Linked DNA regions of Rattus norvegicus: all the other regions are linked to region 2. A link is a contact called in public Hi-C data. All regions are on one chromosome and are shown on one strand. The core of a region is the stretch at or near the end of the contact, and the rest is flanking DNA. Distances in the headings are between cores, read along the strand shown. Region 1 overlaps Itpr1 (inositol 1,4,5-trisphosphate receptor, type 1). Region 2 has its middle 49 kb from the start of Bhlhe40. Region 3 overlaps LOC102547466 (a long non-coding RNA gene). Region 4 overlaps Itpr1 (inositol 1,4,5-trisphosphate receptor, type 1).

Evidence for each region. Hi-C and Micro-C count contacts between places; a contact is called where the count stands out from the background.
Region 1: a Hi-C map of the A7r5 cell line shows a contact between it and region 2, with 3 times the contacts expected there. The contact joins two enhancer-like sites. A contact is called at or near these places in 2 of 12 Hi-C or Micro-C datasets (the A7r5 cell line and kidney).
Region 3: a Hi-C map of the A7r5 cell line shows a contact between it and region 2, with 2.6 times the contacts expected there. The contact joins two enhancer-like sites. A contact is called at or near these places in 6 of 12 Hi-C or Micro-C datasets (the A7r5 cell line, frontal cortex, kidney and 3 more).
Region 4: a contact with region 2 is called in a Hi-C map of mammary epithelial cells, with 4 times the contacts expected there. The contact joins two enhancer-like sites. A contact is called at or near these places in 2 of 12 Hi-C or Micro-C datasets (mammary epithelial cells and psoas muscle).

Annotation. Positions count from the first base shown.
Region 1 is chr4:143,047,999-143,054,916 of GRCr8, forward strand. All of the region lies in intron 60 of Itpr1 (inositol 1,4,5-trisphosphate receptor, type 1), which reads left to right. LOC102547466 (a long non-coding RNA gene) reads right to left here. Exons shown (of 2, transcript XR_001837663.3): 2 at 1-4,049. Among named protein-coding and RNA genes, the nearest start is that of Bhlhe40, 120 kb to the right of the region's middle. Within about 2 kb of position 4,478, at least 11 of the 93 cell types and tissues checked have an H3K27ac peak or open chromatin away from gene starts, as enhancers often do. A contact at or near this core is called in the A7r5 cell line, where this site is marked.
Region 2 is chr4:143,219,915-143,226,693 of GRCr8, forward strand. No RefSeq gene overlaps it. Among named protein-coding and RNA genes, the nearest start is that of Bhlhe40, 49 kb to the left of the region's middle. Within about 2 kb of position 4,492, at least 84 of the 93 cell types and tissues checked have an H3K27ac peak or open chromatin away from gene starts, as enhancers often do. A contact at or near this core is called in the A7r5 cell line, kidney and liver, where this site is marked.
Region 3 is chr4:143,079,819-143,087,058 of GRCr8, forward strand. It overlaps LOC102547466 (a long non-coding RNA gene), which reads right to left. Exons shown (of 2, transcript XR_001837663.3): 1 at 1-7,240. Among named protein-coding and RNA genes, the nearest start is that of Bhlhe40, 91 kb to the right of the region's middle. Within about 2 kb of position 4,578, at least 84 of the 93 cell types and tissues checked have an H3K27ac peak or open chromatin away from gene starts, as enhancers often do. A contact at or near this core is called in the A7r5 cell line, kidney and liver, where this site is marked.
Region 4 is chr4:142,972,082-142,978,755 of GRCr8, forward strand. All of the region lies in intron 44 of Itpr1 (inositol 1,4,5-trisphosphate receptor, type 1), which reads left to right. Among named protein-coding and RNA genes, the nearest start is that of Bhlhe40, 200 kb to the right of the region's middle. Within about 2 kb of position 2,955, at least 60 of the 93 cell types and tissues checked have an H3K27ac peak or open chromatin away from gene starts, as enhancers often do.

The DNA.
Region 1 (6,918 bases), core at 3,228-5,727, 170 kb before region 2:
GGGTTTGGACTTTGATTCTGAAAATCGAGGGGGGATGCTAGGAGGAAGGGAGTGTCTTGATAAATTCCAGGGGCAGCGATATCAATGTGTCGGTACCCTCATCTCCATAGCAACAACTTTGTGCCTAACCTGGGAGGCCATATTCATTGGTGAAAAGCCCTCAGCCTCCGTAAGCGAGGAGACAGCCTGTGCTGCCCTCTAAATACAATTCCCAGAACGCCTCCTGGAGTTAGCTGACACCACGTCCAAGTTCAAGAATATATCAGGGTGAAAGAGAAGTGGAGAGGGATTTGGCACTGCCTTCTCAGTGGCTGGAAACTGTGTGTCAGCACCATTCAATGCACCTCCCAGCCAGCCAGCCAGGCTCTCACCCCACCCGCTGTGCTTCAGCTTGGGTTCCTGTCGGTGGCAGCTGCACAAAGCGCTTGCTGAGCTTAAGTTTCCCTACCTAACTTCATAACATGTTCTGTCCTCTAGTGTAGAGGGGGTGGGGCCGCCCCCTCCTTCCTGTGCATTTCATGGACACCTTTCTGGTGTTGGGAAGTACTCACTCTGCATCCAGCCTGCATCTCTGCGTGCACGCTTCTGGATTTTCCCCAATCTGTCCGTACGTTACATCATTTCTGACAGAAAGTGGAGCAGACCCATCATCTGCCCTAAAGGGTCTGAGATGATGAAGGGGAGCACGGGGAGTGGAGACACCTGACTCTGGTCTTCCAGGCTGCAGGGATCAGGGTTGTAGCAGCAAAGGTTGGATAGAGCCATGGAGAAATGTGTTCATCACCTAGGAGAGCACATGCTTATATCCCTAGAGTGAATATTTACACACGCATCACCCAACAAGGCAGGCCTAATACACTAAAAGAAAAAGATGTATACTGAGCCACCCTGCCATTTTTTGTCTATCACACAGTCCACTGGGCCGCCACCCTTCCAGGCTTCATCTGTAACTCCTTTGCCCTAACTCCTGCATTCATTCCTGATGGTTCTAAATACCAACTTTATCTGATATAACCACTCAATAGTATCATATTGCTACCAGCCATAAAAATTTTTTTTAAAAAGTTTAAAAGTTGATAAAGAGGTAAAAAAATAAACTCAACCTATAAAGTACCGTGAAGTGGACTGTCTTATCAAATGCACACAATAGAAATTACTTAAGACCTGTCTTTACACAGTGAATGCCTGCAGGGAACATGGGGAAGGGAAAGGACTTGAGTACGACCTTTCAAAGTGGTATCAGGGGAGACTCAGGCTTGCAAGTGTTTAGAGGTTAGGATAGGTGATTTGGAGAGGATGGGGGAATCTGGAAAGCCTGCATCTGATAGGCAAGCTCTGGCACGAGTTCTTCAGAGGTGGCACCATCGCTGCAAACCACTTTCCGGTCAGCAGGGGCAGAGCTGGAGAACTGTGGCAGGAGGAGTGGTAGCCTGCTCCTAGCCTGCCCTCAGAATATCTGCAAAGCAGTGACCCTGCGCAAAGCTTGTCTTGGGCTTCCTGTTCCGTAAACCCAGCTGAAAGAGCTCCGAACACACACCAAGGTACATGAAACAGCTCTTCGCTGTGTGTGTACTTGTATGTGAGTTTACATGTGTTGAGACAGGGTCTCACTATTGAGCCCTAGCTGGCCTTGAACTCCCCGTATCTTCCTACCTCTGCCTCCCAAGTGCATGTGCCACCATACCTAGCTATGTGTTTTTGTGGCTGTTCAAAGGTAAATGAATTGAAGGACTTTCCCCTGGTTGGGGGAAAGGATTTTAGAAATTCAGTCATCAAATTAGGCATCAAAACAAACAAGAAAACCCTGAATTCGGTCAACCATGTCAAAGTTGAAAACTCACAGAATCTAAAAAGAATCAGTAAACCACTGAAAATTGCCAAGGTCTCCAACAGGAACGTTCTGGTCAGTTCTTTGCTGGTTTCGAAAACTGCAAGAGAAGCCGTCTAAGCAGCAGGTCAGAAGCCAGCTTGGATGCTGGATTCAGGAAAAGAGCGACTTTTGCCAGACTGTTTCTTATTAACACAGGCCGCTGACCTACCTCCTTCTCCTCTCTGACCTCTGGCTTGCTCAACGTGGCAGCCTCAGGTGCCCAGGAGCCAGGTGTGTCACTCCCAGTGGTGAACTCTGCCTTCTCACACTCCCTATGGGTGCCCAGGGAACACCCCACCTGTGGCCCCAGACTGACTTGAAAGGGTGATTCTGCAGCTGGCTGCTAGGGGAATTTCATCAGAAAAGGGTGCGGCTCTCTATGCTGGCACGAGCTGGTCTTTGTTGTGCTCTATCATCCAAGAACAACGATTAACTAAGTCTAGGAAGGGTAACCGGTCATCATAGGCCTGCTGAAGATTATATAATGCGCCTGTAGCAGTAATGTCATTCTGAGCACGCTTGTAAGCAGCTTGGATAAGCTTCTGGTCAAAGAGAAAGCGGGGTCTCCAAAACCTTACCCCACAGAAAGAAAACAGTTTAGGTAGGAGTCTTGATATCTAGGTTACAGTGTTGCCTCTAAGTGAGCTATGTGACCGTGAGCAGGTGATTTTATTGATTTACAATGCTTTTATACAATGCCATTCATTTTAGGGGACACATTCACAACTACTTGATCCATATTGTCACCAAGTGCCAACGGCTAGTGAGCTCTTAAAAAAAAGAAAGAAAGAAAACAGAAAAGAGAAAGGACCTCCTGAGCTAAGTGAGCTGACTCACTCTGTCCTGTGTGGATGGAGAAAGTCACACCTCCAACCCTGCCTAGCTTTGATCCAGGCCTTTGCTCTTTCTACAGTCACAAATCTGTGGTGGATGTGTACAGAAGCCGTGAAAAAGCAGCGTCTCTGTGGTTTAGGCTGACTGGATTCTCATTGGCAGCTTATTTGAGGTAGCGATGAAATTCCAGGTAGAAGAGCTTTTTTTTATTCCAGTTACTAAACTTTTTTTTTTTTTGAGCAATTTTAGGTTTACAGAGAAATGGGGCAGGAAGCGCATCTTCCCATGTATCAATTCTCACCTCCTCCCTTTCCTTTCTTCCCTTCCTTCCTCTTTCTCTCCAGTTAACCCAATACAGACTACTGAGGATATAGCTATAGATAGGTACAGATAGATCAGTAGCAGCAGACACAGAGACTGTGACACTGTTGTGAAAGTCACAGGCCATGTTGGTCGGATTGCTCTTGGTGTTTGATCCAGTGTTTTCTGACAAACGTGTGGTTTGTCACTACAGAATCACACCTAATAGCTTCGCTGCCCTAAAAGCCTCTGGGCCTCATATGCCCCTCCACTGACTTTACCAAGTTGGAATATACTTTCTAGGGGTTTTAATGTGTAAATTAGAACGTCACAGAGCATAACAAGCAAATGCTCTAAAGAACAGTTCATTTCTTCTTCAGCGTAAATGACCCAGTCTTGCTCACCAAAGGGGAAATTGATTCCAGTCTGCTGGGCACCCTACATGTCTGCTTTGGCAAAATTAAGTATTACCTTCAGTCTCCCTCCTCCTCTAAGCATTCCGAGGGATTGAAGACTGAACTCCAGCTTATTTCCTGGCCTCTGTTTCTAGTGTGACCAGAGACATAGAGTTGCAATTACCATCTGAGTTGAAAAGACAGTCTTGCTATCTAGACATTTTCCAGAGGGGTTACTTGGGAGCAAAGCAAGAATTCCATTTTCTTTTCTTTCTTTCTTTCTTTCTTTCTTTCTTTCTTTCTTTCTTTCTTTTTTTTTTTTTAAGAATTCCATTTCTAGAACTTGTCTTCTCTTCCATGACCCATATGTTTACCCTTTACCCCACCCCCAAGTCCTCATGTTCTAATCGTTCTATAAAAGAAGGAAGGGAATAAATACATTACTAGGAGAAAAACTGAAAAGAAAAGAAAAGAAAGGAGGGAAGGAAGGAAGGAAGGAAGGAAGGAAGGAAGGAAGGAAGGAAGGAAGGATTTGGTAAGTAACCTTCCCTTGTTTATGCAGTAAACAGAATTCTCTACCTGAGCAGGCTCCCTCTGAGGAGGCCATAGATTCTCTGGAGTCTTTCTCAGAACAGCACCTTCACGTGAACCTGGGAAGAGAAAGCACCTGCCTCAGCAGTGCTGACACAGCCCATCCTCTCTTACCCGTTTCTGCTCTTCCTCTCCCTGGCTCTGCTCCAAACCCTACCCCTAACTCCCCCCTTCCCCCCCCCACGGACACACACACATACACACACACACACACACACACAAACACACACACACACTCCCTCTTTCCAGTCAAGGATGTGTTGGGAGTGGCTGATCAGTGCCACCCCCATGTCTAAAACTTGAGTGTTTGCCTTTGCAGGGACTTTTCCAACTTTACCTAGAAAAGAACTAACCAGAACTTTAGCACTTGTGGTTAGCCTGCTTCCGGCTGTGGCTTCAGTTAGTCTCTGTGCTCTGACACAGGAAGCATTTGCAAGGATGGGAAGTGCCTGACTGGATTGTGGGAGGACCAGGGCAGACAGTGCCTCATAGCATTGGCATGTGAGATGCCAGCAGCAAGCCGAGTGAGGAAGACCAAGAAGGATAGAGCAGACCCAGAGTGGCAGATGCCGTGTGACCCCCTCCCCCCACTACCACCACACACATTCCCCACAGTGTGAACTCATTTAGAAACGGAATGTCTTGGTCAAGGATGGCTTTCCCAAAAATGCAAGAGCGACCAAGGCAGGGGCATGCTTTTGATCCTGAGTAGACTTCAGGGCAAGTGACTAGAGCTCTTCATGGGCTACAGAACTTGTGGATGACAAGTTTGTAATGACATTAAAAAATCCCAGGATTCACTCATATACGCGCGCGTGCGCACACACACACACACACACACACACACACACACATTCTCACTCTATTGCATATTCTGAGCATTTTCTTCTCAGATTGAGTCTCTGTATAGACTGGAACCCTCTTGATGAGGAACCTCACCCAGCAGGAGCTTATCCTATTGAGCCACATGCAAAAACCACCTGGAAACTGAGAGAAGAGTCTGGCTAGAATTGCTAATTAATTTTAACCACTTCGTAATTGGAGATTTGACCTAACAGCCAGGTGATTCATTAAAATACTGGCAATACCAAGGTTCTCACATTTAAGGATCTGTTATTTCAGCACAGAACTTGGATTCTATTCCAGTAAGGTTGTCTTCGACGTGTTAGGATTTTAGTGGGGTTCCTCCTACCCCAGTTTCACATTACAAATTTAAGGAGACAGCAAAGGGGTCATAACCCAGAAAACCCGCTTCCCCTACCTTTTCATGGAAGATCTCTTAAGAAATAGAGAATGAAGGGTTATCACAGGGTTAGAACACATGGCCTTTCATTGCTGTCCTGGATGCTCCGTAAGGTTGAGAGAGTGTTCCACAGCACTCTTTCTGTTTACTATGGTTTAAAGGTACATTGTCTCTGTGGATGGCTTTATGGACTCCTTGAGCAGGGCCTTCATATCCCAGAGTCACAGATGTCCCATGTATAGAGCAGGGGGAGTTGGGGGAGGGGGGACAGAAAGAGTAAAAGTTCAGTCAAGGACTCTTAGGCAGAAGAACTGTGCGCGAGTTCAAAGACCTTCCTGCAGTCACTGCTGGAACTGGGAGGAGGGTAGATGTCACACATGCTGCATGCAGAAGAAGGTGGGAATTCATAGCACAGCCTCATGGTTCTGTCATTGTTCAGTCATGTGTTACTGTTCCCCAGATTCAAAGCTGTGTGCACACCCATACAAGGGTCTCCTGGAGTCTTAAAGATTTCACTGACACAGACTCTTTGGAAATCCATCTTGTGTTTTGTAAAAGCTTTGCTAAGCAGATAGGGCACTAGAGAGCCTGACCTTAGAGGAGTTTGCTGCCAGCTTGGCCTTGGGGCATCCATTTGCTGAGCAGTAATAAGTTAATTGCAAATGAGCCTGTGGCTACTCACTATGCGTGCCCCATACCAGCCTTTCTTCTCTCACGGCTCCTTCCCTCCTCTTTCCTTCATTTCCTCGCTCTCTCTATCCCAGACCCTTCCTGGGCCACTGGACAGCTACACTCTAAGCTACCTTGCCTGTCCACCCTCACCTCCATCTCCAGCCACACTGGTGACCATTACACCTGGGCCGTAGACGGAAGACCCACTTCCTACTCAGGTGTCCAAGGCAAACATATCTCCTTTGAAATAGGTCCCAGGACCCAGATGCATCGACCATATCTTTGTGGCCACTGCACCATGCTCAGTGCCACACATGTGAAATAAGGTTTCCCATAGTTTATGTTGGTTTTGTTACACTTTTAAAGTGCTTTCCTACTTACACACACTTGAGCTCAAATAACGATAAGAGGCCCACCTGTATTCTCAGCCACAGTGATATACAATTTGCAAATACAGATTAATTCCTAAGATCTTATTTGAAAATGGACTTAAGTCCTGTCTCCTACACCCAAGTCAGAACTTTGATCACATCTGTGCTGGTGGAATCTGCATCCTCTTCTGCATCCAGCTGATAGTGGGTTCTCAGAGCTTGCCACTGTCAGAGCTTGACAATGACAGTAAGATTTGGGGTCTTCGTTCTCCTCTAGGATAATTCTACAAAACTTAATACAGTGAGGTTGGATAGCTGAGGCTTTTGATTGGGTAAGTTGGACTGTGAGATCCCTCCGTGGATTTGGGTACACGACTCTGTCAGCCAATCCCCGACATCTGACCCCTTTCCAGAAGCTAGTTTACCCTGACAAGAGAAAACTCACTACCCAGCGGCCACATGCTTCTGTCTTCTAAAATACAGAGTTCATTTCCCCCTCAGCATTTCATCCCTTAAATTGAGATGTTTCCTTGGTGGGAACATGGAGTTATGTGTCTACATGATGGAGACAGGCGTGTAGAGGTTCAGCAGCAGCAGGTCACTGAAGCTGACCCGTAGGTAACAGATTACAGGTAGAGAAAC
Region 2 (6,779 bases), core at 3,242-5,741:
TTGGGTCTGCTTCACCTGGAACGCCATCTTCAAGTTGCCTTCATGTGGGAGCTTGTCTCTGCACCTAATCCCCTTCAAGGCTGACTAATATTCCAACATCCAAACACATCTCATCTTATTTATCAAATCACCTGTTGGTGAGCATTTGGTTTGTTTCCTTGTGGCTATTGTAGGTGGTTTCCTTCCGAGTGCTTGTTTTTCGAGGCAGAACCTTACTGGAAGCCCAGGTTACATGGCAGCCTGTACCTCCAGGCTGCTGGGTTTTCTAGGATTGGGCCATCACAGCAGCTTTGAGTCTTTTATGAAAGACAATGCTATCACTAGTAGGTGGAAAATCTTCTCTGTATAAACCTCTTGGAGTTCACATAGAAATCGGGACCAAGAGGAACGATTCTGAATACTTCTCAAGGGTACACAGCAAAGAAGTGTGGAATTGTATTTGTGCCTGGATGTCTTCACAGTCATGGTCATTGAATAAGTATTTGCCCTCCATTCCAGGAGCCAGCCTCCTGAGCTCCGCTAGGACCATCAAGATAAGAAGACCCAGTCTTTCATTTCTTAAATACTTAGCATTCCAGCAAAGAGCGAAGAGGTCCTCTCCTCGATTGAGTCTCCAAGGATGCTCATCTTTCTGTTCTTCATTAAGGACAGACATGTTGTGGCAGCTCGGGTCTTGACCTTGGCCTTGTGTTCAGCTAGAGATCCCATCTGTTGGGGGAGTCAAGCCACTGAGTCATCCAAAGGAATTCGCCCCACCGCACCTCACCTCATGGCTGAGAAGCCAGACTACCAGCTCAGCCGGCTGAGAGGACAGGCTGGGAAGGGTTGCTCCATGCAGACGGTCACCCCATGATGACCTCACCTGCCCCACTGGTGACTCACCTCCTAATTCTCTCTCCTACCAGCCAAATCTTGCTCATTTGGAACACCTGAGGGGAGTGCCAGCCTCCTGTGTTTGGTGAAAACACATGATTGTGCTATTTTTAAGGGCATGACGCTGCCTTTCAGGTGCAGGCAGGGATCCAGACAACCTTGGCAGATAGGTCTCGGGTGAAGGGTGCAAGAAACCTTTATTTATTTATTTATTTTTTTGGTCTTTTTTTCGGAGCTGGGGACCGAACCCAGGGCCTTGTGCTTCCTAGGCAAGCGCTCTACTATTTTTTTTTTAAAACAAGAGAGAATTGACTAAGGATGGAGACTGCTGGACTGGGTGTATAGCTTAGGGATGGAGTTCCACCTAGCAAATGGGAGGCTGGGGATTTGAACCCCAGTTTCAAAAAAAATAAAAATAACTAACGAAGATCACAAATGTGGCTCATTTTCCTTTTTTCCCCAATATAGATCATATATGGATATATGTCATATCATATAGCAATATCACATATATCTATATCTATCTATATATATATCTAGATAGAGATAGATATTTTCCCTAAAGGAACCGGTTTCCTGTAATACAGGCTGACACAGACAGAACTCCCTATATAAGCCACGGATGACCTTAACGTCTGCCTGCATCTCCTGGGCAGTGTTACAGGTGCACACCACCCATGCTGTTTCTGGTAGTAGGGATTCAACCCAGGGCATCATGAATGCTAGGTGAGCAAGCATTCTATAGCCTGTGCTACATGCCCAGTCCCACTTTTCAGTGTTAAGTGTGCATGCTGGGATCATGACAGCATCCTCAGTACTGTGCCACCATCAGCACTGCCTGTCTCTAGGGCTTGCTTATGGCCACAAATGGAACGCCAGTGACACCAAACAGGAGCTTCTTCCCCACCCACTAAGAACCTCTACTCTGGGCTGGAGAGATAGCTCAATGGTTAAGAGTACAGACTGCTCTTCCAGAGGTCCACAGTTCAATTCTCAGCAACCACATGGTGGCTCACAACCATCTGTATGGAATCTGATGCCCTCTCTGGTGTACATGAAGACAGCTGCAACGGACCCTCTTCTGGTGTGTCTGAAGGCAGCTACAATGTATTCAAATAGTAAATAAACAAACCATAAAAAAGTAAAAGAGCCTCTACTCTGAATCTTTATCTATCCATATATGTGTTGCAGGTCCATTCTTTGAGTCTGCTTCACCTGGAACACCATCTTCAAGTTGCCTTCTTGTGGGAGCTTGTCTCTGCACCTAATCCCCTTCAAGGCTGACTAATATTCCAACATCCAAACACATCTCATCTTATTTATCAAATCACCTGTTGGTTTGTTTCCTTGTGGCTATTGTAGGTGGTTTCCTTCCGAGTGCTTGTTTTTCGAGGCAGAACCTTACTGGAAGCCCAGGTTACATGGCAGCCTGTACCTCCAGGCTGCTGGGTTTTCTAGGATTGGGTCATCACAGCAGCTTTGAGTCTTTTATGAAAGACATTGCTATCACTAGTAGGTGGAAAATCTTCTCTGTATAAACCTCTTGGAGTTCACATAGAAATCGGGACCAAGAGGAACGATTCTGAATACTTCTCAAGGGTACACAGCAAAGAAGCAGGTACCCTTAGATTCTAGGCAGGAAAGTGCTTTCCAAATTCTGAAGACTCAACTAGGCTGGGCAACATTGTAGGCACCTGCTTGCCAGCTTAGCTCTTTACAGATAGAGAAAAAAATGAATGCAACTATTTAAATAACAGTACGCTGTAGGCCAGTGAGGTGGCTCAGCAGGTAACCTGAATTTGATCCCTAGAACCCACTGTGGAAGGAGAGTCAGCTCCTCAAGCTCTCAGATCTCCATGAGTGCATCATGGCCCATGAAGACAAAAACACCTACACACACAGACACCCATGCACAGAGACATGGACACACAGACACATATGCATGCACACACACATAATCAATAAAACGAAATACAAAATTGAAAACTATAGTACTCTTTGGTGGAAATGACTCAAACGAAAGCACTTGTCTAGGGGTGATTTGTAGACAATGTACTCTGTTCCCCCACAAAGCAGAAGCCAGTGTACTAAACCCCCAGTACAGACCAAGATGGCACTCTGTTAGCTATTAAGCATTCATTCGTCCCTAGCTATTGGGCATGAACAAATTATTTCATCTCCCTGTGCCTCGGTTTCCTTATGTGCAGGTTGAGTATTAATAGTGACTTAAATAAACTCACGGTGTGCCTAGGGAACGGTAGCCATCCAGTCAATGTCAGTTGTGTTTATAAGCTATAGCTTATTTTTGTATCTTAAAACACGTTTTAGTTAGGGTTATTTTTCCAACCCTGAGGTGGTTCACAGACTCCTGATCCAGACGCAAGTTTTCCTCGTGATTGGGGGTTAACAATCTCACATTATCAACCCATAATTAGAGATTCGATGCTTAGTGTCACGCAGTCACAGTGGAGCATCAGAGGAAAAATCACGCGTGCCGCATTAGCGGCTGTTCCGATAGGTGTCCGGTAATGGTTAGAGAGCATGAGTTGACCTGACTTCCTAGGAGATCGCCCACAAATTGGATAGTTCCCCAGAAAAGGCGATAACAGCACTTGAGTCATGTTGAAGACCAAAGGAGGTCTTTGTTTTTACCCGGGTAACTTTGCAAGCGTTTCTATTCAGACTGGCTTCCCTCCTTGCCTGGCACACCCTGAGTGCTTAACTAACGTTTACCAAAGTGAATTAATTCTAACACTGCTTCAAGGATGAGATCAGGGAATCTTAATAGTCCTAAGAAAATTAGGGAAAGAAGCTGATAAGAGGAGAAGCAGGAAGAAGAGGAGGGGAAAGAGGGGGAGGAGGAAGAAACTTTTGCTAGCCACGTGCTTTCAAGGCTTTTTTTCTGGGTTGTAATGCGCTCAGGCTAAGACGCCTCCAGTTTTGAAATCGCAACACAGAAATTGGTTCTCCCATCCCTCCCTGGGGCAAATTCAGAGACCTGTAGCTGCTGTTTTCCTTGACCCAGCACCCCACACAGTCAGTGTTTTCCTGAGTTGGCCATGCCCGGGTCATTTCTTGTGGGCGAGTTGGCTTCTCCAGGGCTGTCAGGATGCTGTTCGTCTCCATGACAACAAAGTGTGCGAATGAGGAGATGCAGCATACTGAGTGGTGTCATCCTAAGAAACCAACCCCCAACACTCCCACACTTCTGGGGCTCTGGCCGCAGGAAGTGGAATTCTTCTGGGAAAGAGGCTGACGTCGCTGGTGGCCAGGCCCCTGTCCCAGCCCAGGCTTGCGCTGATGCAAGCGCCGCCCGCCAGTGGCAGGCAATCCCCAAGGACCTGGCGCAGCACTATGTCTTGTTCCTTTCCGGTCACCCCGCCCAGTTTTCTCTTTGGAGTAAATAGCTTCTGGGTGGTTTCTCACCCAAAGTCCCAGTGCAGGTGGGGACAATGTGTCTGTCCTCAAACCAAATCTCTGCGACTTTTCCCAGATTGGGATAGGAGGAATTTGAACATCCCAGACTGGCCAGTATTGGGTCAATATGGAAGGCGCCCAGAGCTCATTCTCTCACTGGGACCGCCCAGGTGGCCTGGGATACCAGTGTCAGCCGGTGCCAAGGAAACCGCCCCAATCACGAGGGATCCTTGTGTCTGGATCAGGACTCTGTGAACCGCCTCAGGGTTAGAAGTGGTCCAGCCATGGCCGGTCTCCATCGCCCTCTTCTGGGCAAAAGGATAATCGCTCTAAAATTCTGTCTGAGACCTCCTAGACCTTGAGAGAGGGTTAGGAGAGTTGGGAGGGCTCCAACGCTACAGATCATCTCCCCAGTAAAACAGATCAGGAAATGGAGGCTCAGAGAGGACAAAGACGCGTCTAAGTCTCTCAGCCACTCTAGGAGTTAGTCAGGACCAGAATTTGCATGTATGTTTTCACCACACAATCTGTTTTTGCTGTTTTAAGATTTTAAGACAGGGTCTATCTTTGTACTGGGGGGGTGGGGGAGGGGGAGAGAGACAGAGACAGAGACAGAGACAGAGAGAGAGAGAGAGAGACAGAGAGAGACAGAGACACAGAGACACAGAGACAAAGACACAGAGATAAAGACACAGAGACAGAGACAGAGACAGAGACACAGAGGGAGAACTGGTGTGAAAGGTCAGAGAACAATTTGCTAGAGTCAGGTCTTTCCTTCCACCATGTTTGTTTTAGGAATTGACCTCAGGTCAACAGGCTTGGTGTCAAGGCTCTTTCCCGGTAAAGCCATCTCCTATTTCATGTTCTAGAATTATAGCCATGGATTCTGAAACACCTAGATTATTACTTTTAAGTGAATTATGGTGGTGGTGGTGGTGGTGGTGGTGGTGGTGGTGGTGTGTGTGTGTGAGAGAGAGAGAGAGAGAGAGAGAGAGAGAGAGAGAGAGAGAGAGAGATTCCCTGCAACATGGTAGCTGTGCAGGCCAAAAGAGGGCATCAGATACCCTGAAGGTACTGACCTTGTGAGAGAGCATGTGGGTGCTGGGAACCCAACCCAGGACCTGGACAAGAGTCATAAAAGTGCTCTTAACCAATGAGCTATTTCTCCTGCCCCAAATTATAGATATATTTTTTTTAAAACTTTAGCAGTTTTAATTTCTACTACGGTAAATACTGCTAAGATGTAACATACTCAATGAAGTTTATTGGGGCACTCAAGTATTTAGAGCAGAAATGGGTCTTGATCCAAAGCTTCTAGAACACCTGTGGTATCAGGTGGCCTCCTCTCTCTCAGTGATACCGCCCTCTTTTACCCACTCTTGCTTTCACTAAAGATATAGTTTTATGTTGAATGCGTTTAGTACCTTATGTAAAAGCAGATTTGGGTTCTATTGGACTGAGGTGGGGCTGAAACTCTATATTTCTAACAAGTTTCCAAAGAGCTACTGATCTAGAACCCACATTTTGAGAACTGAGCCTCTAGACTTTGGTCTAGATGCTAAAATTAATATCTGTGTCTGTTCCGTGTTAGCAATGGGAAGGTTTCCATAATTGGGCTGGGAGTGGAGCGGAGAGAGAGGAGAGAGGAGAGAGGAGAGAGGAGAGAGGAGAGAGGAGAGAGAGAGAGAGAGAGAGAGAGAGAGAGAGAGAGAAAGGAAAATGGTATAAAGCCTTAAGAGGAAGTAGGAACCATGTGCTGAATGACAGGAGACATTAAACTTACTCAGTCACAGTTCTATACACAGCTAGAATCTTTCCCAGATCTTAAAGCACATGCTCAGTAGTTGGAAGGTGGGAATTTCAGATGCCCAATGCAAAAAAAAAAAAAATTCTAAAAAGGACAACGCAGTTTGTGCAGAGGCTGCAACTGTGGCTCGGATCCTGAACACCTGCTTGGAACATATGAAGTCCTGGGTTCCCTCCCCAGCACTTTAAAAACAACCCAAAACTTCCTAAGCGGTGGTTTGTGGGGGATTTCTCAATATATCATGTAACTTTTTTGTTTTCCAGTGAGGTGGAAAATATTTTAAAACCAAACTGTAACTGCTTCTGCTATCTAAATTGGGGTGTTAATAAAATTTACATCGGCGGAAAAATGAAGCACTACTCTGGGTCTTTCTGCTTACAGAGTGGAAGAAAGAAGACCAGGTGGTTTGGCTTCCAAGGAAGGGACCACAAATCCAGATGTTTCCAGGCATTGAGGAGGCTTGGACCAATCAGAGAGGCTGGTGGGTTCTGTTGAGAAGATCCTCTTTTCTGTCACGGAGACAACCACCACTCAACTTTCCCCTGTGTCGGACCCCATGTTGTTGAATCTTCCAGTTTTGGAGTGTGTGTGTATGTGTGTGTGGCGTAAACTAGAGGGTATCATTGTGTGTGTGTGTGTGTGTGTGTGTGTGTGTGTGTGTGTGTGTAAGCCAGAGGGTGTC
Region 3 (7,240 bases), core at 3,328-5,827, 140 kb before region 2:
CTACTTTTGATTTCTACTTCTGCCCTGCTGGTATGGGGGGGGGGGTTTAATTTGTTCTTCTATTTATTTTCTTATAGTGGTTCTCAACCCTTGGGTCTCAACCCCTTTCAGTGGTCATGTGACCCTTTCACAGTGTCACCCAAGACCATAGCAAAGCACAGATATTTATAACATGATTTGTGACAGTAGCAAAATTAGAGTTATAAAGTAGCAATGAAATAATTTATGGTTACAGGGGCAGTCACCATAACATGAGGGACTATATTAGAGGCTGGCATTAGGAAGGCTGAGAAACACTGGCTTAGATCATTGCTCTTGGACCTTTATCTTTTCTAGTATAAGCATTTAATGCTGTACGTGATCTTCTGAGCTACGCTCTGGCTCAGGCCCACATACTTTAATGGAGCGCATTTTCATTCCCATTCCAACTCAAAAGAGTTTGGATTTCTTTTAACCCTTTCTCTAACTGATTAATTATTCTGCAGCATTGAGCAAATTTCCAGATATTTTAAAGTTGTCCAGACATCATTTTTTAACTTAGAGTGTGATCCATTGTGATCAGAGGACACAATTTTACATTTACTTAATTACTGATTTTGTGGGGGCAGAGCTGGGCATGTGCCACAGTGTGTTGGCAGTCAGAGGACAGTTTGTCAGTTTCTCCTTCCATCGTGTCGGTCCCAGGATCGAACTCAGACCGTCAGGTCTCGGGGCAAGCAGTTTCGCCCATGGAGATACCCCCCTCCATCCAGAGAACATAATTTAAATGATCTCAATTATTTATATTTGTTTATGTCTGAATATGATCTAACTGTGAACTTACCATATACCCTTGAAAAGGAGGTGTATTCTCCTGGGCATTTGTTACTTTGTGGGCCATTCTCCAAAATACACTTAGAGCAAGCTGGTTACTGGGGACATTTAGGGTTTCTATATTTCTGCTGATTTTCTGCCTGCCCACTCTGTGGATCCTAAAATGTGAGTTGACAACTTCCACTAAAATGCTTATCTGTTCTGACTCATGGCCCTGGCTGTATGCTAGTACGCTGAGGTATGACTGTCAAGACACTCTTGATTAGTTGGTCCTCATTGCTTGTGCAAAGTCCTTCGATTCCTTTTTCATTATCCCCATCTCTCACCACTTCCTCTTGCATGAGAGGCACTGTCCCCCCAACATGTGCTAGTATATGTGTGCGCGTGCACACACACACACCCACACACACACACACACACACACACACACACACACCTGTAATAACCAGCACTGTACTTCCCAGGGGTGAGAGAATGAGCACGCTTTTCCCAGGTGTCCTTTTCCTTTCTGTTCTCTCCTTAGAACACCCCGACTCTCTGTCTCCCTTACCAGCCCCATTTCCCCTAGATCTGTCACGGTAGCTTTTCTCCTCTGAATGTCACACAGTCCCCCTTTCCCTTTGACACTAAACAGGCCATGATTATTTTCCTTTCTCGGCATCTGCCACCGGAGATTGTACTGTCTCCTCCAACTTCTCTGCTCTGTCTTCCCAGCCCTGGGATGTGTTCAGCCTTCTCTAGCTTGTACACAGAAAGAGTTAAAGGACAGAAAGAAGAAGCCCGGGGAAAGGCCGTGATTCTCCTTCTGGTGTACTGAGCCTGCATTGGCCATAGCTCCGTTGAGAGTGTGCTAGTGACCCCAGTGCCTTACTGTCCTGTGGGACTCCATAGTAACTAGGCTCAGAAGTTATTGGATAGTTCCTTCCACCCTGTCATAATTTTTTCTCACTTCTTAAACAGATTAAGCAATACCCAAATCAAACTAATTCAGGAGAACTAGACAGAGAACAGAGGGACTGAATTTTGTAAACTGATCAATGATACCCAACCACACTTACATACATAAAACCCTGGGGCTGAAAGTTGCTGTCAGATTCACTTAGCCAAAACCTTACTTAATGTCTTTTACCCATTAATGTTCTTCATGTTAATGTAACTTCCTGTCCTTTCAAATTTACTGAAGGCACAAGATAAGCCACAAGTTACATTTCACTTTCTGAAATCTAAAAACCCTTGTTTTAAAACTGTCATCATCTGATGCCAATTTTATGAGCAGCATCTCAAGTGGTTGCTATGCTTTAAATTAAAACTCTCCATCGTCTTATTCAAGTAAAGAAATTATGGTTTTTGTAAGATCCCCAAAACATTGTCAGATTTCTATTAAAGTAAAAAATAATAATAAATAAATGAAAATAAGGCAAATTGTGTTTTTTAAACATTATAAATTACCAAGACTTCTAGCTCAAGAATAGAGTACTTGCCCAGGAAGGAAGTTCCTGGCTTTAAGACCAGCACAAAGTGGTAAGCATAACTTTACAGGAAAAACTTTTAAAAACAGTAATGGGCTAGGGGTATGGTTCAGTGGTAGAACAGTAGCACAGTGTGAACAAGGTCCTGGGTTTAATCCCCAATACTACAGAAAGCAGGAAAGGGGTGGAAGAGAGAGGGGACAAGTCTATAAATGCTGAGTGATTGATATGACATATAGATATAGCAATATATAAACACATCACTGATGTGAATGTATAGCTACCTATAGAAATGTCACACACACACATACACACTAAGTGCACACATAGAACATTCTCAATGAATATTGATAATAATGCCATACTTATGTAGTGTAGTATATACTCGTTAAAAAAAATTGGTTGACTAAAATGAGATCTGAAACAGACAACTGGGATTTTTATATCAATCTTAAGAACCACAAATATTAGCATCTAAACTCACCAACTTTTTTTTTTTTTTTTTTTTTTGAGCTGGGGACCGAACCCAGGACCTTGTGTTTGCTAGGCAAGCGCTCTACCGCTGAGCTAAATCCCCAACCCCAACTCACCAACTTTTTAAAAGATTGAAATAAATAAAGAAAAAAAAAACCGGGCTAACCAAAAGTGTTGAACCCTGCAATTCTCCATGTTTTAGTTAGTTATCTTTAAGTTACTATTTATAGATAATATTAGCCAACATCTACTGTTTTCTGGGAACTGTTAATACGTGTGAACAGACCACTGACTTCAGCATTGAGCAAAGGGGTCAGGATCAGTTGGCTGTCCTTGTGTATTTTAGATGTGAGCCATCCCACAGTGGGATGTCACCATGTTAGACTTAGAAAAGCTAGACCCATTCTCAAGAAAATATGTTGTATGATCAACAGATCGTAAACAGAAACTGTCAGTGACAAGCAGACACAGAATCCAGCTGGGTTTCTTTAGCCCTGATCCCAGTTTCAGCTGCAGGTTTTTTCCAGAAAGAACAGAAGTTTGATTTACTCAACATTCTGCAGAAGTCAGGGGTGTGGTTATAACTCATTGCTAATGGGTTTTCCCTTAATTCTTGTAGCAACAGGACCTTCAAGTGGCTACTGACAGCAAAAAGGTGAAACTAAGGTCAGGACAGGAGTCTACAACATCAAAACAGAAACAGCTGTTGAGGACCACCTAGTGGCAGCAGGGGCAGCAGTATTTTTATATTACCACTAAGGCTCAAAGTATGAATATTTTCCAGACTTAGAGCAGAGCGCCACAGTGACGGTTGAAGACTATGTGGTTTTACCAACTCTGCCATTATATGCTGGTAATTTCATCTCCAAGTTATCCCCATACACAAATCACCACTGAGTAGACCAATCTTGTTTCCTTCTTATTCACTAGAAAGTGTGAGTTCAGGGGGAAACGTCCATGAACCGTTCGTTGGGCTTTCTTTCGTTTTTTTTTAAAACAGGGGTTGGATTGGAAATTTGAAAGCAACGCTGAGAAGCTTTTGCTAAGACAGGGATCAATGGGAGTGTGCTTAATGAGTAATTGCATTCCTTCTTGGCTAGCCAGCAGCCTGGAAACTGAGCCCTGTTCTGCGCTGTGCACACCCAGCTTGCAAGGTCTGTTTCCACTTCTCCAGACTAGGCTAGTCTCCAAACCTCTGTGCAGCCGGAAGCCGGTAGCTTGGGTTAGGAGCCCATTTTGTGCCAGGGACTACAGGAAGTACGTCATAGACCTCGCCTTTTCTCATGACCTTTGAAGCCAATTTGTAGCTGGGTGAGGAAGCTGAGACCAAGCTGGCCTCACTGCCCACTCTGGAGCCCCAGCACCTAACTGGCACAGTGCTGGCACTAGGCACCAGACCCCCGGGATGAGGGCATGGATGAACATCCTAAATACTCACTAGACATGGAGTGAATGTGATGTGACATGATATGTTGTGTCCTTCCTGGCTACTTACAAGCCTCAGCCCCTCAGGACAATTTGGGGAAACTGAACCCCTAGATCAAGTGACTTAGCAAAGGTCACCGGGGTAGGGAGCAGACAGAAAAGAACCTGGAAAGGAACCTCTGAGTCTTTCCATGCTCCAAATAGTAATGCTATCCATATAGTCTTTCTGCCTCACATTCAAGGTCCCCAGACTCTGAGCGGGGAGGGAGGGGGAGGGGGGAGTCAGGGGCTCCCATCCCCAATCAGCTTTCCGGTCAGCAGCTCCCAGCAGGGCAGGGCGACCCCACCCTCCCGCCAGCTGCAAGGCACAGCGCCAGGAGCACACAGACTGTTCCCAGGCACTCCCTCGCCCCAGCCCCGCTGCACCCGTCTGCGAACTGCCAAGGGCGAGCAGGGGAACAGCTCACGTGGGCCTCTGCTGGAGCAGCCAGCTCAGATCGCTGGGCGGGGCTTCGTCCTCACCACGCCCTTCAGGGCGCGCCCCCGGGAGCAATTTGAGACCCCTCTTCTGATCCAGATCCAGCAAAGTTGGCTCCAGTGTGGGCTGTAGGGATTTGAGGAAGTACGTGGGTGCGGTTGAGGCAGCAGCGCAGCAGCTAGCTCTGGTAGAAAGGAGAGGGTGTCTAGGTCGGCAACATTAGAAGAGAGGGCGTTTCTGCAGAAAAGGAAGTGGGTGTCAAAAGCTGCACACACATTGCCCCGTGGGAGTCTTGTGAGGGAAGTCACCAGGACCTGCTACATTCTCCCACTTTATAGCTGCATGCACAACACTCTCGCAAGTCGCCGTTATCACAATTCCTGTGACTTCTCAACACAAGGCAGGCAGTAATCATGGGCATCCATTGTGTGGAGGCCACCTGTCCACATTTCCTGTGAGCCTATTAAGCTGTTGTCTCATAGACCAGGCTCCTCCAAAGTCAGAACACTGACACTTCTCCTCTTACCTCAACACCTAACTTAAGGTATGTTCCAGAAGCCGCCAGACTGCATTGATTTATTCAAAATCCCTATCTTAGCCTCACGGTGCGTTCTTATTCCACAGACGTTCAATTTTGTGTCTTGAGAATAACACGTTTTTCCTGGTTTGCTTCTGCCGTGGTCTCTTGTAGTCCAGGCTGATTTTGAACTTGCTAAGCGGCTGAGATTGACTATAAACGTTTGATTCCCCCTTGCCTCCAGCTCCCACATGCGGAGGGCTGGAATTATAGACATGAGTTACCACACCCTACTTTTTTTTTTGTTTTTAACATTACTTTGAACCCGGCCAGTGGCATTTTGTAAGGTGGGGCGTTCCTGGGAAAGGATTTAGGTGAACAAGTGTCCCACTTTTATCTCATTTGGTAGCATGAAGTTTTGCTTGGTTGTCAATTTCTGGACAATATTTTTATATGTGGGGATTAGGTACCCCAAAATTTCATTTTCTTCCTTTAAAAAAAAGTCCAGGAGATTGAATCCAAGTCTTAAGGCTTTACACATGCTACCAAAATATGAGCTGTGTGCCCCCGTTCCTCATTTTCTTCTTAATACTTCAGAAGTTCCACAACTCTGCTCTCAGTCCCACCGTGTGTGACTAGTCTTACTGAACACTATTGCCAGAAGGTCGTGCAGAGGACAGGAATTTTGCAGGACAGTGAGGACGGGACAGATTACAGAAAAGCCTTCGATGCCCAGGTCCTTCTTTGTGACCACTTGTGTGCCCTCCCCATCCCAAGGTTTCAGAATTGGCTGACTGCTCAGGGATTGCTTTGATTCATGTCTTAATTCTTAACTTGTAAAGCAGGACGTGGTTGCCTCGGCCCATAATCCCAGCTGTTATGAAGCGGGGCAGGGCTATCCATTCAAGGTCAGCATGAGTGACAGGCTACATAGCTAGACTCACTCAAGAACCAACAACTCAAAGAATATCTTCCCTTAACTTATGTGAACCATGGTGCTTTGTTTTGTTTTGATTACGGTTTTTTTTTTTTTCTCGGTAGACAAGGATGGCCTCAAACTCATTCACCTTCTGCCTCAGTATTCCAAGTGTGGGATGACGAATGCACATTGCACATCGCTGAAGTTCTGACAGCCTAGATGCATTAGAAATGGGATGGAAAGAAGTGTCAAGTATTTAAAAAAAAAAGGTGGAACACTGTGGTTTGCAATATTTGGAGGAGATTGGATAATTACTTATAGAAAGAAAGAAGATTTTTTAAAAAGCAGAATGGGTAGCCAGTTAATACCGGCCAGCCTATATTTTAATGGCCACAGTTAGTTCTTGGCATAGAGAACTTGTATATTGCTTGTCCCATGTCCTCATTTGGGGAGCCATTTTAGTTAAATACAGGCTCTGAGCGATCCTGACAGTAGGATAGGAAAGGTCTACGGAGCAGGTGGCGTTCAAGTACCAGAAAAAGAAATCTTCTAGGAGCCGGGGGATCTCGTTCAGATGGTCTCCGTCCTCCTTCATACAGGTGGAACTAGTTAGAGCCAGGCACACAGGAGTCTGCCAGAACCTGGGGCTTGGGGCTGGAATTCCAGGAGCAGGTATAACCAGAAAAGGCTTGAATGCTGTACCCATCAAAGACCCACAGACTCGAATGTACCAGGCCACTTGGTGAATCTTGAGCAAGACACCTCCAACTGAAAAACCACCAAAACAGCTGGAAGACTGTCCCCTTCAAATGACGTTTTCTAGAACGCTGCCGAAGGAACTGGAAGTGTCAAGGTTAGAACATGTGGTTGAAGATTTTTTTTTTCTTTTTTCTTTTTTTCTTTTTTTTTCGGAGCTGGGGACCAAATCCAGGGCCTTGCGCTTGCTAAGCAAGTGCTCTACCACTGAGCTAAATCCCCAGCCCCGTGGTTGAAAATTTTTAAAAACAAAAACAAGCTATTTTAATACATTTCAAGGCACTTATAGTAGATTTATAACATTTATATAAACCAGCCTTCGGGATTTGGGCAGAACTCTAAAATTCTCACTCCCTATAAAGGACAGCAAAACTGAAAGAAAAAACAAT
Region 4 (6,674 bases), core at 1,705-4,204, 250 kb before region 2:
TTGTACCCATTTGTGAAGTAGGTAAAGTGGACCTCGTTTCTGCCTACCAGACCTTTGCTGGTTGAAGACTATTCTTTTATTGAGGAAATGAAAAAGGGAATGAAAAGTCAGGGATACCTTCATCGAGTATCCCTAACAATGCTGAGTTATATGAGAAGGCCCCAGTTACAGATGAGGAAACTGAGGCTCAACGAATCCAGCATTACTCACAGTCCCCAACTGTCAGAACCAACGTCTGAATACAAGTCTTTCTCCGTCACCACTCTCTCACCTACATTCCATATGACACACAGGCAGGAAGTTCGTCAGTACACTGTTCACTCTGACCGTGGCCTTGTTAGATAGCAGTTGTCTGCTTTATCTTTGGAGGTGCGAGAAGGCCATAGTTCTTGACTGATGTGAGTAGAAAGCCTTTGCTGCTTTGGCATATCCAATCAGTTCTAAAGGTCGGCTCATGAGCCCATACAGGGAAGCGTGTTCAGTCTCATGATGCCGTATAAACCCTTCTCAGTTTGCATTGTCATCATGCATTGCTTTGTCTGGCCGGAGGGGAATATAAAAGGCTCTTGTTCCGTCACCGCATTGCTTGGTGCTTTCTGGACTTCTTACGGAGGGAGCGAGATTGCTGGGATAGACCTGTGATGGGTGTTGCAAACCCCCTTCTACTCTTCCCAGTTTGGCATGCATGTGTGAGAGGTACGCCCGCCTTGTATTTACAAGAGGAAGTATCCCGTTTAATTTTATTTTCACACTAAAACCGAAGTGTTAAGAGAACATAGTGTTTTAGCACTCTCTGGGTTATCAGCTGCAGAGCGGAGGGTGCATATTGTCACATACAGTTTTCTGAGTACATTTCTACATTTGTTACCTGGCAACGTTGCCGCGTCGGCACATGAAGATGTGTCGGTTCCTGCCAGTTCCTCACTCTCTGTGCTGTGGAAGGGGGAATAGCTGCTTCTCTGCAGGGATGGAGAACAGGAGAAGGCACAGAGCTAATGGCCTCATACAAAGACTCCTGGTTCAGCTCAGTGACACAGCCAAACCAGAGGTTGCCCCGCTTTTTCAACAACTGCTTTGAAGCTTGTACTTCTCTCCTTCCGGGTTAGGTGAGGGGTTTGCGCTTAATCACCATGAATCCCTGTTGCTGATCTTTGATCTTTTTAAACTAAAAACAAACAACCACCACCTCATGTCCTAGTCGTTAATGTGAGTCATCTGGACCTTTTAATATTGTGACGAAGTTATCCTTAATTGCTTTCATTTGATCCCCAGCCTCTCGCTTGATCTAAGTGCTCTGGTTTTGACTACCTCAGACCTCTGTTGAGGAAGTCAATTCCACAGCACAATGAGAGCCACAGCATCCCTTACCGAAGGTCAGCCACTGGGCTGATTTATAGCTCACCGGAGTGATTTTACTTGCCCAGAGCCCTGAACTTACGTAAATATACTTGAAGCACTAAAGTGGGCCATCTTTGTGCTCTAGGATCATCACAGCCTACCCCTCATTTGACTAATGCCTACCTGTCCAACCTTTGAAAACATTTGAGTTGAAACCCTTGGGTTATGGGTTTAAAAGTCTCCCAAGTCTATGCGTACATTCAAAGATTCAGGAAAAGCTTTCTGGGCCCAGCACCTGTAATGCTGTCTTGAAGAATGATCACTAGGGAAGTTCCCATGGTAACAGTGTTTGAAACAGTCTGACACCATCAACAGGTTAAGCAAGAAGTCTTCTGGTTCAGGGGCACATCCTGTAAGCACAGCTCCTTAGAAGGAAGCCTAGGAGAGTCTATGACTGAGCCCAGACTCAGCTACTGGAGGACCTGGACAAAACGGGCCAGGCTTGAGGGCCTGTTGGTTTTACAGTGCTTGTGTTGTGTCATCTTGTTTGTGGGGAGGCCTTGTAGACTACCGGATTCTTACTGTCTTGCCTGTTAAGGAAAAGAAAGAAAGACAGCCACCTGTGTCTGGAAGGTAGTTAGAACCCAGCACTTAGCTTGAAATCTTGATCTCTAATACTGCCCAAATCCAATACGGCTCCCTACAGATGTTAGGTTTCAAATCTGGGACAAATGGTTAAGGTGGCTATATAGCATGTCAAAGCAGGCCTGGCCTGGAGGTTCTCCCTGTGACCCTCAATCCTAACCTGTTACTGGTAATTTCTCCAGTCCAGGGGCTCAGCCGCTCTTCCCTATATAACCCAACCTTTTTGGTTGCCTGCTCTTGTTGTTATGTTTGGGCCTCGTAGATGATGTTCATAGTTCCCCTCTCTTCCCTTTCCCCCTTTCCTCAAACAATATCCCGCAGTCTTGTCACATCTACTCTAGACTCTCCCAGATGTACCTGTGAATTCTATATGCTCCCCCTCCTTTTTATCTATAGTAAACCAGCTCCTCCACTATACCTAGGGGCACTGAAGCTTGCTTTCTTTTCCTTTCTATCTCTTTGTTCATTCACTCATCTCCCTGTAAACCCCCACCCCCACCCCCACCCCAGCCAGTCTCCTGAGGCTCTGAGGTGGGCGTTTACCCTCAATTTCTCAGTTTTCATCAGGAAAGGCCTAAGAGGAAATCCCAAGATTTTTCACCTGTTTTTGTTGCTGTTTTTTTGTTGTTGGTGGTGATGGTGGTGGTGGTAGTGGAGGTGGTGGTGGTGGTGGTGGTGGTAGTGGTGGTGGTGGTGGTGGTGGTGGTGGTTTTTCTCTCTTTCTTTTTTAATATCCAAAGATAACTTGCCCCAAGGACTCCTAACTTGGGCCTGAGTTCCTTTGAACCCGGAAGTCTCCATCCTGCTGTTTAAACTTTAAGATGGTTCCTGACTGCTTGAGAGTCGTCAACCAGCAGGCCGAGGCGAACTTTAAAGAAAAACCAGGTCATGCCGCCTGTTTTTGGTGAGCACAGGAATCAACAAAGAGACGTTACATAACTTCTATTTATGTCCTCCTTGCTCTCTATCTGCAGGCAGGCAAGAGTCGCAGAGCTGGGATTTAACGAGCACTCTGGGTTTGCTCACCTTCCTGAGCTGGTAGGAACCAGTTTGTTCTCAAAATGCGTCAGTAAAGAATCAGGCTGTGGGTGGGCGGCCAGGGGTAGTAGGTGGACCGCATTGTTGCCATGGTGTTTTTTAATTCCCCTGTCTCTCAAGGATCCTGCTCTCCCCTTCCCTGGCTCCCCACCCCCTCCTTTTCTTTTCTTTCTTTTTAATCCATGAGCTTCCTTGTTTCTCACGCCCACTCGTGATTTCTTGGAGCTGCCTCAGGAAACAGGACTATTCTCCCTCCCTTCCACAAACACCCCCATTGTGTAGCCCCAGGGCCTTAGAAGAGTTTTTCCTAAGGTGCTCCTTTCCCACCCTCCCCTGTCTTATTTCCCCGAGATTTTCATAGCCACTCCCTCCATTGCTGGGGCTTATCCTCCTGGTTGGGTTGTTAGAAGCTCTCTGTCTCCTGCTAGATTGCTCCGGAACCAGGTGGATTCCGTCGCCCCTAGCACAGCAGTTTGCCCGGGGAGGAGAGAGAAGTTGTTTGTGTTTCCCTACATCCTGGTCTCTGCTCTTGCCCTGAGCTGAATGACATCTGTCCCCTCTCGCCATTTATTAGGAAACAGAATCACACTTTATAAAAGAGATCGATAGGAAAACAAGAGAAGTTTGTCCCACAGTGATAGTTCTTAGACTATGTGGGTGATTCCCTGTTACCTGAAAGTTACAGGTCAAATTAACCCACATTAAAAAAAGAAAGAAAGTCATGTGCTAGGGAGTTAGCTAAGTGGGACAGTGTGTACTTGGCAAGGGTGACACTCTGGGTTTGATCCTCCGTCTGTCTCAAGCACAAGCGCATATGTGCGTATACACACACACACACACACACACACACACACACACACACACACACACACACACACACAGGCTCCAATATATAGCAAGGAAGGTTTATGGCTGAGAATCCTGTGGCTGGTTCCCTGCTCCCTGCACCTTGGCTTCTGAGGGAAGCCACCCAGGTTTCTATGATGACTTTTTGTTGACCCCTCCGCTCTCACCAGAGCAGAAGCTTTTAACAAGTACAAAAGAATAAATTGGGATGAAAGAAAATTCCATAGGGGAAAATAGTTCCAGCAAAACAGGCTTAAGATTTTTAAAGTAGAAAATTAAAAAAAAAAAAAAATCAAACCCACCCCTTCGTTGCTTCATTGTGCAATCCTTAATAGAGGTAGCCTGTTTGAATAATCAAAGGCCGGCTGACTTCCCTTCATTAACTGGAGCTGCAGACATCTGCATAAAACATCCTAGATTCCAGACTGAGTAGGTAATTTTTTTCCCCCTCTGAGTAACTTGAGGGACTTTCCCTTTGGAAACCTTCCAACAGAGTTAACTTCTTGGTTGAGACATTTTTCTCTTTCTCCCTGGTGCTGAGTATAGAACCCAGGACCTTGAGCACACTAGGCAAGTGCCCTGTCACTGAGTTTGTGCAGGGACAGCCCTACTGTGTGCTGGATGTGAGGCCCTTCAGTCACCTCAGACACAAACCCGGAGCCCTCAGTCCTGAGAACCTTCTTGATGGTCACAGCTGACTGCAGTTCTGCGTCTTAGCCCTGACTGTCTCCTCGGAACCTACCACACTTCTATTTCCCAGGGGCCACTAAGATCCCCTCTGAAAGTGGCTCTCTGTGTTTTACCAGTTTGGGTTTCGAGCTTACTTCATCAGTGTGGCTCAGACACTCGAGGCTGTGGTTCTGTAAACCATATGAATTCTTCACCACTGTTCCAAAAATTCAAGACTTTAAAGGGGGTGGGGATGGGGAGGGCACTATAATTGAGGGAGGGTGTTGGAGTCAACCTCAGCAGCCAGTGTCTGAGAAATGTGGCTTTATTAATGTTCTTGCAACGTGACCCCACAGACTATTCACCCCTGTTCAGGCTGTTCAGAGTTTGTAGCTGTCAAGCCTGGGGAGGGAGCCAGCTTCTGAGGCGGAAGCCCACAAAGAATTGCCCTTCCTGCTCCCAAGTAAGTTAACATGCAGACAGCTGTGTATCTGAGGCCCTATTGGTTAACAGTTAACTGGGCGGATTAAAGATCCCCAGCCTGGCTGAACCTGTCCCGCAGTTAGAAGCAAAAGCCTGCTAAGTGCCAGCTCCACGCTGTCCTTCAGCCTGCCCCCCTCAAGTGTGATACTTCCCCATTTAGCAGGACTTTGAGCTCTCACATGCCCAGAATTAAACCTCAGCTTAAGGTTTCTGGAATTGTGCCTCCCTTACGGTTGTTATCCATTCATTAAGACAATAAATATTGAGTGCTGGACAAAATGCTTGTGCGGGTTGAAGCAGGGACGGCGTCGGTCTTGACTTTAATAGTGTGCCATTCAGTGGGCGAGACAGCGAGGGAACCAGCAAACATCTAGTGTATAGCAAGACTGGGAGATTGTTCCCCAAGGGGAGGACACTCGCGGAGGAGACATTGATGCTGAGATCTTCCAGATGGGACAGGGTTAAGAGCAAGGGTACTCTGGCCCCCGGGCTGGGTGTGTTGGCATTGCTAGGGCGGCCAGTACAGCAGGAACACCACGCAGGGCAGGCAGTAGCATGAGGTGACTGCTCAGCTTTGGTAATACGCCTGTCATCAGGTAGGAGGCTGGATTAGGTGATCTCCACGCTCTCTGCCAGCCCCTACTCAGTACTTCTAAAGGGCACCAAGTTGGCTCAGGTCAGTGACCTGCTTGGATGCATACTACTGCTGCCAGGGCTGGAATATATTGAACTAACCAAGATGAGTACCGTGTAATTTCAACCTGACCACCTCTGTCAATTTGGCTATCTGTACCTGACACTGTCAGATGCTTTTCTGGCTATAGGGACATCGCCTGAAAGGCCAACATAGTGAATGTGCCAGCTGGGTTGGGAGATGTAATGGTCTCACAGGAGTGTGTCTGAGGGTGAGATGAGTTGGACAGGTGGTCCAGGGATGACCACAAGGGACAGCAGGTTTCTCATCAGCTAGACATTGTTTTTGTCTTTGGCATGGGAGCGTATTTATGTTTCTTTGGGTTTTATGGTCTAGTGGACTTGTCTCAGTCAAGTGTATTGAGGGCACGGAAGAGTGGGAAGGGGTTAGCATTGAATCATGCCGGGTGCCTTGTGCTGCAGGGGTTGTCACATGTATTTCCTATTTACTCCTCTCAATAAACCTCTCAGATAGTTCTTAATCTTCCTCTTTCCTCCTGAAGATGAGGAAACTACAGCCGAAGTTTATAGCAAGGGACCTGCCCGAGGCATCAGTTCCCAGATCCATCCCCACACACACACACAGCTCTGCCTCCCTAAGGATATGGGTTAGAAAGCTCCTTCTCAGCCCCAGGGCTCCACACAGACACAGAAAAATGTGTGAACAAAGGATTATTCTTGGCCCTGCTATAAATTTCAAGGCAAGGTCCCTGAGAAGCTTGGAGCTCTGAGTCAGGAAATGGTCTAGGTGAATGAATGGTCCCCTCAGGTACAGAGAACAGATGCAAGACCTCCAGGGTCTGTTCTAAAGACTGACTTCTTCTTTAGGCCTCTTTTGTAATATCTCAGAGCATCACAGCCATCCATGTAGGAAAGAATAGCTAGCCAGGGTCAGGGCCTCAGCCGTGGCCTTCCTATTTCTAGGGTAAAGACTCCTTACCCAGACCTCTGGAACTGATGTA